Linked DNA regions of Mus musculus: all the other regions are linked to region 3. Evidence: chromatin contacts called from public HiChIP or PLAC-seq data. All regions are on one chromosome and are shown on one strand. Each heading gives the region's core, a stretch centred on a gene start, on an enhancer-like site or on the middle of the called end of the contact. The rest is flanking DNA. Distances are from core to core; before and after follow the strand shown.

Region 1 (4,312 bases), core at 42-2,541, 270 kb after region 3:
AGGTCACTTGACTTTCCCGCAAACCAAATGTCTAAGTTCAGAGTAAAACTTAAGTTAGTTCCCCCCCCCCCCAACCTGGTCTGTCCTCAGAATATAACAATTTGTGCTTAGCATATAAAAGACCCTGAATAAATACTTTCCAGTTTTATGAACGCTAACTCAAGGTCAAGAGATTTCCTCACGCCTATAACACTCTGCGCTACTGGTGGTGTTTAGGGAAGGTTCTTCAGCTAACTTCCTGATCTCCCAGTGCCACATACTCTGCGGGACCAGGAGGCAAAGTCCTCCCCACACCCGACCCGACCCAGCCTTAAGGGCTGCACAGGCATCGCCCCAGGGACACTTTCTACTTGGAAAGTCTTTTAGAGGTCATCGTCTCTCCCCAGCTGTCAAGGGCTCTGAAAACCCCAAGGTCACTTCTACCAGACCTTCGGGGTCTGCGCGTAGCTCAAGACACAACTCAAGCCCAACCAAGTTGGTTTGGCCGGTACATTGGCATCCCCCACAGCGGCCACGTGCGTTTAACCGGAGCCACAAAGACTCCAGGCCGCGCGGGCCAGTGAAAAGCAGGCAGGACCCTTTAAGTCTGAGCTCTCCATCCCCGAGGGCTGTTGCAATCTCGAGCGAATGCAACAATCCGGGAGCACAAGCCCGCACCCCAACCGTGGCTCGGGGCTCACCGGGTGCGCAGTGCCTGCCACGCGGCGTCGATGTCAGCGTAGAGATTCTTTTCGGAGGGCTTGCCGGAGCTCACACCATAGCCCGAGTAGTCGTAAGAGAAGATGTTGCAGTTGATGCGCGAGCCCAGGCCGATGTAGAAGCTACACATCTGGCCCAAGTCCACGGCGTTGCCGTGCGAGAAGAGCAGCGTGTAGCGGCTGGAGGGCGCGCAGCGCACGAACATGCAGCCCAGCCGGTTGTCGCGGGCCGTGCGCGAGAAGAAGACCTCGACGGCGTCCAGTTCGCGCTGCGAGTACTGCCAGTCGGCGCGCTCGCTCAGGTGCAGGCTGCACGCGCCGGGGCCCGCACCCTCCTCGGCCGGAGCGGGCTGCGCCGCCGGGGCGGGCGCGGGGGTCGCCGCGGGAGCGGGCGCGCGCTGCTCGGGCGCCAGCACCGTGTAGGTGGGTTCGGGCGGCAGGAAGGCCAGCTTGGCGGCGATGCGGCTCGGACAAGGAGGGCAGCAGAAGAGCCAGCACAGCTCGCCGAGCGAGAAGCCGTTCATCCTGGGGCCGGGCTCGGGCATCGGGGCGGCCTGGCGCCCGCCGCGGGCGGGAGGGAAGCGCAGGGAGCGCAGAGGGAGAGCGCCGAGAACTGGAGGCCGGCCGAGAAGGCGGAGAGGCCAGGGGCGGGGCCAGGCGGGCGCGGCGCGGCGAGCGGGGCGGGTCAGCGGCAGCCCCGCAGCCCCGGCGAGGTGCGGACGGCCGGGGCTCGCGCGCGGCACACAAAGCCCGCGGCGGCGGCGGCCATGGCCCGCTCCAGCGCGCCGCCCCGCCCCCGCACGCTACTGCCACTTCCGGGTTACCGCGCCGCGCGCCCCCACAGGCGGGCGGGGCTACCCATCGGAACGGACGCCCCAGTCTGAAGCAGGACTCCCCGGGCTGGGCGGGGCTCCCGCCTCTTGGGCGGGAGTTAGCGCATCTGGGCGGGGCTACTCGTTAGAACAAACTCCCCGGTCCGAAGCGAGGCTCTGGAGTCTGGGGCGGGGCTTAGCGCGATTGGGGCGGGGGTCTGAAGAGATTAGAGCGGTTGGGACAATCCTGGATTGAAAAGGTAGGTGTGCAGATACTTTAGGATTCAGTTCTCCAAAACCAGCTTTCTGTCCTGGTGGAGTTATTGGGAATTTATGTAAAAGATAATTATTGAGAAAGAGAATTGAGTACATTAAAAATGCCTTGCTTTCCTCTAATCAATGCTATTTTTTTCTCTTTTGGTTGTTTGAGACAGTTTAGCCTACACTGGTTTAGAACTCACATGCTTCTAGCCTCTACCACCACTTGCTGAGATTCAAGACTTCTTGAACAGCCACTACCATAAATGCTCTGGTCCATCTCGTACGTGTTCCCGTGTTGCAGGCGGCTGTTGGGTATGTACAGCTACGCAGGTCTTTCTGTAATAACAATTACAGCAGAGCCTGTTGGTTTTACAACAAATGGTGTCAACACGGTCCTCTCTCACCCCCATCCCTTACATCATCCCCTGTGGTGCCAACTGGATACTCCATATCTGTCCTTTTTGATGTTAGTTTCTCTAGAACTGTTTTGGCGCCAGACTTTTTAATCATGAAAGACATGTTACAACGATTTTAATCCACTATTGTCTTGGCTATAGGCTTTAAGTGATTTTCCAAATATAACTCTCAGGGCTTCTGAAACCGTGTGAACCCTGGTGTCCGGTTGGCAGAGCCTCTCCTCTGGACTTTGGCACCAGGCTTTCCTTTCAGGGGTAGGAGGTCATTTTAGGCTACCTGCAATGAATACAACCAGAGCCCCAGTGGGCAGTCACCATTCCAGACCTCATAAATGTCCCAAGAAGGATTACAACATTTTTTAAACAAAAAGAATTTTGAGCATCCTAATATAAATTGATTTACCAGTACCACTTTAAGTAGTAACCTTGTGGACTGAGTTTTCAAAGGCCGTATCTTCACTGAATCCCCAAAAGCCTGCCCACAACGCCTCTCCAAGTCTGTTTTAAAGTTAGATGGGCAAAGCTGCTCTTCCCTAGCCAGGCTTTAGTGACTGACCCCAAGTTTTTCCCAAAGACTCTGGGAGTTGTTTCATGTTAATATTTTGCCTGCTTGTTTCCCGTATTAAGTCAACGTGTGTCGTGTTTTTCAAGCAATACCTACTGGGTCAGTCGCCAGAACTGCAAAAGATAGGACCATCTCTGCCATAGTCAGTCAAGACACTCTAAGAAGACCGAAAACAGTTTTGCATGTGAATTAAACAAGCCACCAACTCAAAAATGGTGGCGGGGATCAGAAGTTCAAGGTCATTCCCAACTTTATAGTGAGCTGATGCCAAACTGGGCAATGAGACCATGTCTCAATTAAATAAGCAAACAATCAAATCAGCTATTTGTGAACATTTAAATATTATTATTATTATTATTACATGTGTTTTGGGGGTGGGCATAGGTAGCCTTAGGCAATGGTCTCGGGTCCCCACTTGGTGGTATTTCTGTGAGGAACATAAGCTAGTACATTTCACTTTAGTGCAGAGTGAAAATAGAGGACGCTGAGTACCGAACTGAAGTGAGAAGCATCTACTCTCGTCTCAGTCAGTCTTCCTCCAGCACCGTTCCTCCCACCTGACAGAATGCAATAGCATGCAGTTCATGAGCAGACAGCTAATGATGCCTAAGTCCACATCTTTGTGCTGCCAATAGGGAGGATAGCAATCATATTCCAGATGTTCTGGTGGCAGTCCTGTTGGGAAATTTAAAGTTGGCTTAGTTTAGTCTCCTTTTGCAAAGGACTTGTGCAATATGATTTTGTACATTACCAACAACTAAATAGAACAACTAAATTTTTGGATCATTTTAAGAAGCTGTACAGAGGGAGGCTCCCTGTGAAAGTAAACTGATTTGTGTCTATCTGACTATTAAACTTAAACCCTTATGTTGTGTGCCATAGAGAGCAAGCCTTGCTCACCCATGCTATGCAGAGCTGAGTTAGGCTTCGTGTGGCCCTCTAAATGAGATGTGCTGCCCAGGTCTGACAAACTCAGCCTCTCAGCACATCTGTCATATAAAAGCTCCTCAGGAAATACATTCTAGTGTTTGGATGCCAACTTCTCTGTACAACCATCTTTAGCTGTGAACATCCACACGTGAGACAGGATGCCTTGGCATTTGGGCTGAGGGAGTTTAACATCTACCTTGGAGAATAGCTGTGCCCTATTAGATACAAGGACCAGGGTTAACAGATGTCCAACTTGACCTTTAAGAACTCCTATGTGATTCTTACCATTCTAGCAGAGTAAGGTCTAACTTTGAATTCAGACCAGCAAATGTGTTTGTTGGGTCCTTAGCATTAGTCTAGTCAATTAATTGACCTGGGACATGTGAAGGGACAAAGTCATATCACAGCCAGTGTTAGGATTATCACTGCTGTTGAAGTAACTCTTGCCCCACCCACCAGCTAGGGCTAATGAGCTAAACACACCATGTAGCTGAAGGCATCGACTTCAATATTTGATACTGGCATTTACATGTTCAACATTGTTTTTCATATTAGTCTTCTAGGTGTTGAGTTACTGAAGATTGACTTGATTTGTAAAAGCAAGCCCATATTAATATGAAAAAGGTGATT
Region 2 (4,013 bases), core at 222-2,721, 260 kb before region 3:
AAGCCGTCTCTGAACTGTGGTCCCTTCAGGTAACACACATAGAAAAGTGAAATAAGTAACCAAGCAAATGGATAAGTTAATATAACACAATACAATATTTTTAAATAATGGAAAACAACCAACAGAGCATGGTGTGGTTCGTCACCCCTATCATCCTAGTATTTGAGAGGCTGAGGCAGGAGGACTGTCAATAGTTAAAGGTCAGCCTGATCTACTGAGTAGGACTCTGTCACAAAACTGAAAACACACTTGTATATAATATATCCAGACTGAATAGGTTGTAGTAATGTATTTAGAAATATATGTATAATATAAATATACATATGCATACAAGTATGCATGTACTATGAGTTGATGCAAAAAGAGATCAGGGGTTTGAAAGAGAGCAAGTGGGTGGATCTAAAGAAGGGTTTGGAGGTAGAAAAGAAAAGGAGGGGAAAGGAGCAGATGGTTGTACAGAAATCTATGTGACTGAAGCCAGGCTTCATTTGAAGACAGTCTGTGCCAGCTTTCAGTCTGGAGTGTCTTGCTATAGCCATACAGATCTCAACTGCCATCTCCATCTTTGCCTAAGCCGGTTTTGAGCCAGGAAGCCGTTAGAGGTGTCTTCATTTACTTGCTAAAAGGCCAGTGCACTCATAGTGCGATCAGTGGCCTCACCTCCAGACCTACCAGGTAACCAGATCACTACTTCACATAACTTCAGGAGTGTTAGGCATCTTGGTCATTTGGAGATTGGCCTCCAGCTTTTATAGCCACTTGTGGAGATCCATCTCTAGACACCCAAACACTTTTGATAGATCTTGAAACATTCCCCTGGCAAAAGCAGTCCAATCTGGAGTTATCTTTTTCTTTTTTCCTAGCGGACAAGAGAAAATTTATGACATCGTGTCCGAGACGATAGAGAATGACTTCCCGACCTGGTTTCACGCTGTAGTTGGACATATCAGCAGCCCCGTGGTGATACTTCCAGCTGTGCTGCTTCTGTTGTGAGTGCTACACCTCCCAGCCCCTAGGGGGCATCATATCTCCCAGCCTACGGGGTCTGTCATAACTTCCAGACTTGAGGAGACACTATTGCCCACAGTCTCCAAGGGGTGCCACACCTCTCAGCCTTCTAGGACAAGTGTGTAGTCACCTGATCACACTGATGTCCAATAATTAAAAAAAAAAAATTAGTCCATTCAGAAAGCACTTACAAGTGTTGATGATCTAAACATTGATCTTGAGCCACACTTGAGAACACAAGGCACCATGCTACAGAGGGATGGCTGCATAGCTCCCAAGTCAACCACACCATCTGGAAGGTTACTGTGGCCACTCTAACAGGTCCGGACACTATGAATACCAGTAGAGTATTCTGCAGAAGTGTAGATAATTTTGAAATGTCATAATTCAGCTGAGTAGCTTATGTTTCTTAGGTCTTTCAGAGAGAAGTGAAACCAGTAGCCACAGCTTGATTGGCTGCAAGGTGCCTGCTGGTCTTGGTGCCTTGTATTTATTGTCAGGGTGCAGAATCTGAAGCAACAGGGGTCAGCTGCGGGAAGCAAAAATTTAAAAAATGAAGTTGTGCTTTCCCAGTGACCACAGGCTGTGAGAAAGAAGGCAGATGTGTTTTTGTTCAAGATTCAGAGGTTAGTGAGGAGGAACCCTCACTTCTGCTGCCCCCGAGCAGGGCTGGGAAGCTACAGAAGCAATTTAAGAACCCTGCTTACTATCCCATGTCCTTCCATGCCAGCATGCTCATCTACTACCTTCAGAGCATCGCGAGATCACTCAAGCTCAGCAGCCAGCAACTCAGGATGCAGATCCAAAATGCAAGTATCATCTGAACTCAGCTCTCATCCATGCCAATGTCAGCCCTGGCCAGATACCTGCACCCTCTCCAGCATGAGAGTCCAAAGCAGCTCCAACCCTCAGATTACAGTGCACATGTGCTATGGTACAAAGTGACTACCCACCGAGTCCCTCCAAGTTATTTCTGAGAATAGCCAGTGGTCACTTGCTTTGGCTGGGAGCAAGCCTGATGCTCACTTAAGCCCTCTTTGCATGGCAGCTCGGTAGACTTTAATAGACTGGTGAAGAGCCACCCCCACCTGGATCAACTTTGACCCCTGAGCCCCTAGTACTATTTGAACCCCAAGCACTCTGCTCTCTTCTTTCTTATTTTTTAGATTTTGTCTGACATAGACTCCTTCCCACCTGGAGTACACACCTCTCCTAAAGTAACCAGATTGAGGCAGATACTCCCTGGCCTTCTGCTTCTGTCTCCTGCTCCCTCAAGGTCAGGAGGAGGCCAAGGAGGTATCCAAGGTACCAAACTCTCTGGGTCGTGTGTATCCTGAAAGTCATACTTCCTTAAGTGAGGCCTCCTGCTCACCTCCTGTCTCTCATCATCACTGAAAAACAACCCCATATCCCCTTTTCACTAGGTAAAGAAAACAACTGCTCCCACACATGCAAATTTATGTAAAGGAGCAACAGCCTGGCTTTGTGAAATGTCAAGTTAGGAAGCCATTTCCAGTTGCAGGGCATTTTGTCCATGGATATCTCCCTAGTGGCTCATTTGTATTTTCTTTGTGACTCAAACCATTTCAGACTGAGCCTCCCTAATCTAAAGATCTGAACTGTTTCAGGACCTGAAAGTCCTTGAGTGTCAGCATGAGGCTGAGAGTAAAATTCCAAAACAGGAAACTCTTTCATGTACAAAAACTGTCGAAAATAATATTCTATAAAGTCACCTCCAGGCTGAATGTGCTCAGTACAAGTAAAGCAAAATGAATCTCAACTGAGACTTGGGCCTCATCCCTAAAATAACCAGAATATGAAACTCTACAGGTCCCAACTCCTTCAGCTACAGGATACTGTTTGCCTTGGCAGAGTTTCACACATGCATGAACTAATTGTTCTTACAGGAAACCCCTCAGGCATAAAACCTTGGCTTTTCCATGTCTACATTTATTCACTCAAAGAATAGGTCTAGCCTCTATGTCCTGAGCATTCTGTCCTCAGTGGTACTATTGTGTCCAGAGTATGAATAATAGCACATAAGTCTTTCTCTCTCTCTCCAAAATAAAATGGTAACTGCTTCCTCTTAAACCTAAAGCAAACTGGTTGTCATTCTTATTTTCTAGGCGAGATCTGAAGATAAGAAAAAGGTTGCCCAAATGGTAGAGGGTAAGTGAGCCTTAAAATACAAATGTCTACTCTCTAAGTTGGTAAGCATTTACAGAAGGGGCCTCATAACCAGTTCTGGACTTTCTCAAGTCACTGGGCACACTAAAGTAAAGCCAGGGCCAGCCACTGCTCTAAGCCCTTGATTTAATCATGTGCAGGCCTATAACTAACCCCCAAGCCTCTGTAATCAGATGGGGGCTTTGAAACAGGAGAGAAAACTCAATGTGGTAATATGGAAAATGTTGAAGCACCTGCTTGTCTAACCACTTTGTGTCTATCCTCTCAGGCACCCATCTCTTCCCATGTGAGCCCATCTTCTGCCCAGGCTCCCACATTCCTAAGTTCTGTCTTCTCTGACCTACAGCCCTAGCCATCCCTAGCGATGCCAGGCAGGCAGGCTCAGCCACTGAAGCAGAGTCGAGTGAAAATTCAAAGCCAAAGACTCTCCAAGGTTATACCTTCTTTCCCCCAGTTCTACAAATTCAGACCCATCCAGGGAAGAGCAAGCTATGCCCCAGAAGGAAGGAGAATGTGGGAAACAGATATCTGGCATGGCTAGAAGGCCAGATTTGGGGGTGGAATGATAGGTTCAGCTCAAAAAAGAGCCAGTAACTCTGCCCCTTGAGGCCACTAATAGAGTGCACTGAGTCAGTGCACTGATGCTCAGTTGGTACCACTGAGCTGGCACAGCCCATGCTACCTACCAGAGCATGACGAAGAATGGAACTCAAACATCCCCATGAACTAGCTCCTATGAATGTTTTAAAGTGCTCTGTCTGGAAGAGAACTCTTCTCCTGCAGGAGACTCAAGTCCAAGGGTCACATTCCATGTGGAG
Region 3 (4,171 bases), core at 691-3,190:
GCAAATGCCTCAGTTACCACAGTTCAGAAAAAAGCCAGGACTCAGTCAATGCTACCTCACGTTACCACAGAAGTGTCCCTGGGTAAACGTGAATAGGGCCTCCTGGATAAGGTGCCAAAGAGCAGTTCTTACAAGGCAGGGGGTAGGGCCAGGGTATGACTGAGATCCTGGGTACCCTCTCAGTAATATGTCATGTGAGTAGCAGCTTCTGGTCCCCACACCCACTCATGCCACCATCCCAAGAAGAGTGAGTCTTTTAAAAGGCAACTCTAGCTCTTAAGGTTGATCACCCTATCTTCTGGGTGTATCACATACTGCAGTACAGATTTCCTGCAGTGCATGTTGGAATCGGTCTGTACATACATTGCTTGTGAGTATGTGTTAGAAGCTCAGTAGCCAGGGCTAGAGGCAAAGCTCAGCAGTTAAGAGCACTTATTGATCTCTCAGGAGACCCAGGTTTGCTTCCCAGAATCCACGTGGTGACTCACAAATATCCATAACTCCAGTTCCAGGGGATCCAACGCCCTCTTCTGACCTTCTGAGGCACTAGGCATGCACATAGTACACAGATATGCAAAACTCATACCCATAAATTAAAAAAAAATTATACAAAATAGTAAATAAACTCAGAAGTGAAGTGTTCTTTCTTGGTTGGTCAAAGAGCTCACAGGTTGACTTTTTCTTTTGAATTCACCTTGCACAAGAGATAATATGTAAGAACATAAAGTCAGTTTGCTGGTTTATGTTGTATTGTTTCAGTTTCTTTCCAAAGCATAAAGGGAAGAGAACTCTGTACTTTAGATAAACATGCACACATGTACACAGAGAGAAAGGGGAGGGAGAGATAGAAAGAAAGAGTGCGTGAGAGAGAGAGCTCAATTCTCAAGTTAAAGAGATGGCTCCCAGAGTACTACTACACAATTTTGATGATGTAATTCTCAAACCTGTCTTCTGATCTCCACATGCAAACTGTGGCATGTGCACGGTTGCATCCACACACACATCAGATACACATGAAGCACAACACACATCAGATACACACACACACACCCTCAAAGATCAATCTAAGAGTTCCTCGGGCCTGAGGACATACCTCAGTGGCAGAGCACTTGCTTGCCACATACAAAGACTTAGGTTTAAGCTCACAATGTCCAAGAGAAAAGGACACCAGAGCAAAGGGGAAGCTCATAGAAATGATATAGCCTCCTGACACACAAGGGGTGTATTCTGGATTTAAAGATAAAAAAGAAACCTGCATACTTTATAGGGCAGGGAGGCTCCAACCTGGGCATGCATCAGTCACCTGGAGAGCCTGATACAACACAGAGCAGCTTCTAGTGAACAAAGCTGAGGTGGCATCCAGAATAGTGCTGGTGCTGAAGGTCCTTGGACCACACAGCAGTACTGAGTCCAGAGCAAGGCATCACTCACAGCTGTCTGTATCCTAGTTGGCTCCCACTGCCTTTTGGCCCAGTAAATGGCCATTATAACTTCCACCTACAGGAACTATTTCACTACTTGCTTATGTAATCTTGTTGCAGGCATTTTATTAGTTTCATTTAAAAACCAAAACCAAAACCAAAATACATATATGCCAGGCATTATAGCCTCTGATCTTAATGGGCTCCCTGCTTTGTTAAATTGACCCCAATTCTGTTAAACTGACCTCAATCACAGAGGCCCCTGCTAAAAGCGGCGTTTCCTTATATCTAGACAACTACAGTTTTTGAGCCTTTATCATTGTAGGGGGAAGCAGATCACTCCCAGAAACTTTGCTTAAGCAAATTGGACCAATTAGTCACAGATACCCAAAGTAAATAATCAAGCAAGCGCTGAGAGGATCTGCCCTTAAAACCCAGGTCTCCTTAAGAACTCATTCAGCTACTAGAGTCAAAGGTCAAGCCAGGCAGCAGCCGCAGGCAGAGGTGCTAAGTCTGTGGATTTCTTCTCCAAGTCCTCTCAGTCTCTGTGCACTGCTCAGTTGCTAACTCTGGAGGTCCTCTGTCCAACCCCCGCCATTCTGCCTGTTCACCAGTCACATTCATTCAGAAAAAAAACAGGTGTTCCTGTTAAAATTAGCTGTCTCAAACTGCAAAATATCTCAGACCCCTATACCAGCTTTAAAAGGAAAGTGAAAAATAACTACCATTCAGCCGTTAACTGATGTTTCCAGAATGACAGTCACACACACACACACACACACACACACACACACACACACAGAGAGAGAGAGAGAGAGAGAGAGAGAGAGATTGATTTGCATTCTTACCAAGAACTCAGGATGAATAAGAAAGCCCAAACTTTAAACTGACAAAGAAAGGCTTCTTGTCTTGTTTTGATCTCTTTTCCCCCTGGTCATGCCTGAAAGCCTGCTCTGTCCCATTTCCTTCGGTTGACTGTCATAGACAATGGCTTTTGTTCGGGGAACTTAGCTGGTTTTAGCTGGTTTTCTGTCTTTCTCTTTAGCATGCCTAAGGAGGTTCTTGGCATCTCTTGGTCAGAAAGGACTCTGCATTAAACCTGACTTACAAACCTTGACCCAGAAAAGTCAGAAGAACCCAGGGTTGGACTGAAGTTAGTGGTGGTGAAGCTTAATTTACATATTTATAAAAAGAAGGCTGAGTGGAATGAGGCCGTTCTGATTTTATTTCTGGAACCAGTAACTCTGCTGACCTCATTACAGCCTATTATGAAATAGGTTGATGTACTTCTTTAAAAAAAAAAAAATCAAGGATTATTTAAAAGAGAAGTTTGGCAACTAATATATTGGAAGGAAATTAGAATGCCAAAGACCAGTGCCCAAGTCCCTAACCAGGCACTGCAGACACACACAGAACGGAACTGTGTGCTACTCACTCTGGCTTCTAAAAACCTGCTTGAAAAGACAGAGAAAATTTCAAGGCACCTACTGTCAGACAAACCCCGACCCTTATAAACCAAAAAAAGAAATTAAATATCACATTTCTCAAGGACAGAGATTTTTAACATTCCGCACTCAACCCCTATCACATACACAAGCACTGAGACAACTGTGAGAAACTCTGTGAGAAAGAGCAGTTTCAAATTTAATGTGGAGACTAGCTAGTTAATGTCATGCAAGGAGATAGGGCAAGTCTTTTTGCCTTTTGGCTTGCAGTTTTAAAATTAGTTCTTCAAGGATTAGTTCTTCTGGCTCTTAATTCCTTTCAGTTTACTCTGTGATATCTGCAGACTAAAGGAACCATAGGAAATTTAGACTTTATCATTTGTGTAAACCCAACGAATAGAAATAATTTCCATGTGTACATAGGACTTCTTTTGGCAGCCCTCTTGCCAATCTACCTGCAGCTGATCTAGACTAAACTTTACAAAAGAACTGGGGGGGGGGGGGTAGGAGCATACCCAAGGTCACTTCATTTTACTTTATAACTCTTGCAAGATCTAATTAGAGAAAACAACTGCTCCTTTGACCATTTCTCACTTAATTCCTAATGCATATTTGCTGTGCTGAGACACCAACTGTCTATGCTGGCCTCAGACTTATGGCAAGACTTCGACTTCAGTCTCTGAAGTGTTGAAATGAGAGGTGTGAGCAACAGCCAGGTTTGCTCTGACCATTGAAAATAAAATGTATACACACTATTACTTTAAGTTTTTTTTTTTAGAAAGTGTGGGAAAAATTGATTTTATAAGTTAAATTTCATTTTGCTGCTAACATTTTATGGTGACAACTTTTCAGATCTGTGGGCACTGGAAAGGTTTAAGCACAATAAAACCCCCTGAAAAAGTAAATGATACACTGAAAGCCTACAGGAGTTTTTTGCGCATGTGGCTCATCCAGGTTTCAAGGCTATAGATAAGTTTGTCACTCTATTTAGTAAGAAACTATTCAACAGTGTCTTCAACAAGCCATAAACTCCCCCTTAAAAAGTCCATCCCAAATTTATTTATCTACAGAAAAGCCAAACTACCTCGACATGATTTCAATCAACAAAATACTCTTTCAATACCCAACCAGCCACTTGAATCAAGGTCATAAAAACAAGCCCTCCACTGACAAGCATGCTCTAGAAAGTTCTAAGTCCAGAGGATAGACTCTTTTATCAAACTGCCTAGAACCTTCTATAAAGTCATAGAGATTTCTGGGTTAGGCCTAGCCTCACTGAAGATGCTAAAGGATCAGTTGATACAG

Evidence for each region. HiChIP or PLAC-seq counts read pairs in DNA pulled down with a chosen protein or histone mark.
Region 1: a contact with region 3 is called in an H3K27ac HiChIP or PLAC-seq map of embryonic stem cells, with 4 times the contacts expected there. The contact joins the promoter of Abhd17c here to the enhancer-like site in region 3. A contact is called at or near these places in 5 of 39 promoter capture datasets (3T3-L1-derived adipocytes, the C10 cell line, embryonic stem cells and 1 more), 12 of 484 Hi-C or Micro-C datasets (B cells, CD4 T cells, the G1E-ER4 cell line and 7 more), 9 of 115 datasets of contacts at active chromatin or transcription factors (the 230-238 cell line, CD8 T cells, bone marrow-derived macrophages and 5 more) and 3 of 9 other capture datasets (adipose tissue, liver and pancreatic islet).
Region 2: an H3K27ac HiChIP or PLAC-seq map of bone marrow-derived dendritic cells shows a contact between it and region 3, with 4 times the contacts expected there. The contact joins two enhancer-like sites. A contact is called at or near these places in 2 of 484 Hi-C or Micro-C datasets (the AML12 cell line and large pre-B cells), 7 of 115 datasets of contacts at active chromatin or transcription factors (bone marrow-derived dendritic cells, bone marrow-derived macrophages, embryonic stem cells and 2 more) and 1 of 9 other capture datasets (adipose tissue).

The regions. Positions count from the first base shown.
Region 1 is chr7:84,150,602-84,154,913 of GRCm38.p6, forward strand. Abhd17c (abhydrolase domain containing 17C) reads right to left here and starts at 1,292. Exons shown (of 3, transcript NM_133722.2): 1 at 681-1,292. The coding sequence starts at 1,243. It overlaps LOC117997403 (a long non-coding RNA gene), which reads left to right and starts at 1,539. Exons shown (of 3, transcript NR_169136.1): 1 at 1,539-1,770; 2 at 1,945-2,083. It overlaps Gm39044 (a long non-coding RNA gene), which reads right to left. Exons shown (of 3, transcript XR_869770.2): 3 at 3,085-3,427.
Region 2 is chr7:83,614,995-83,619,007 of GRCm38.p6, forward strand. Tmc3 (transmembrane channel-like gene family 3) reads left to right here. Exons shown (of 23, transcript NM_177695.4): 17 at 1-29; 18 at 864-989; 19 at 1,739-1,817; 20 at 3,135-3,177; 21 at 3,542-3,628. The region is part of intron 1 of Gm16638 (predicted gene, 16638); the gene reads right to left. Among named protein-coding and RNA genes, the nearest start is that of Gm16638, 15 kb to the right of the region's middle. Within about 2 kb of position 1,472, at least 41 of the 459 cell types and tissues checked have an H3K27ac peak or open chromatin away from gene starts, as enhancers often do.
Region 3 is chr7:83,876,826-83,880,996 of GRCm38.p6, forward strand. It overlaps Tlnrd1 (talin rod domain containing 1), which reads right to left. Exons shown (of 1, transcript NM_030705.4): 1 at 3,670-4,171. Among named protein-coding and RNA genes, the nearest start is that of Tlnrd1, 5.4 kb to the right of the region's middle. Within about 2 kb of position 1,941, at least 85 of the 459 cell types and tissues checked have an H3K27ac peak or open chromatin away from gene starts, as enhancers often do. A contact at or near this core is called in 3T3-L1-derived adipocytes, B cells, embryonic stem cells and 4 more, where this site is marked.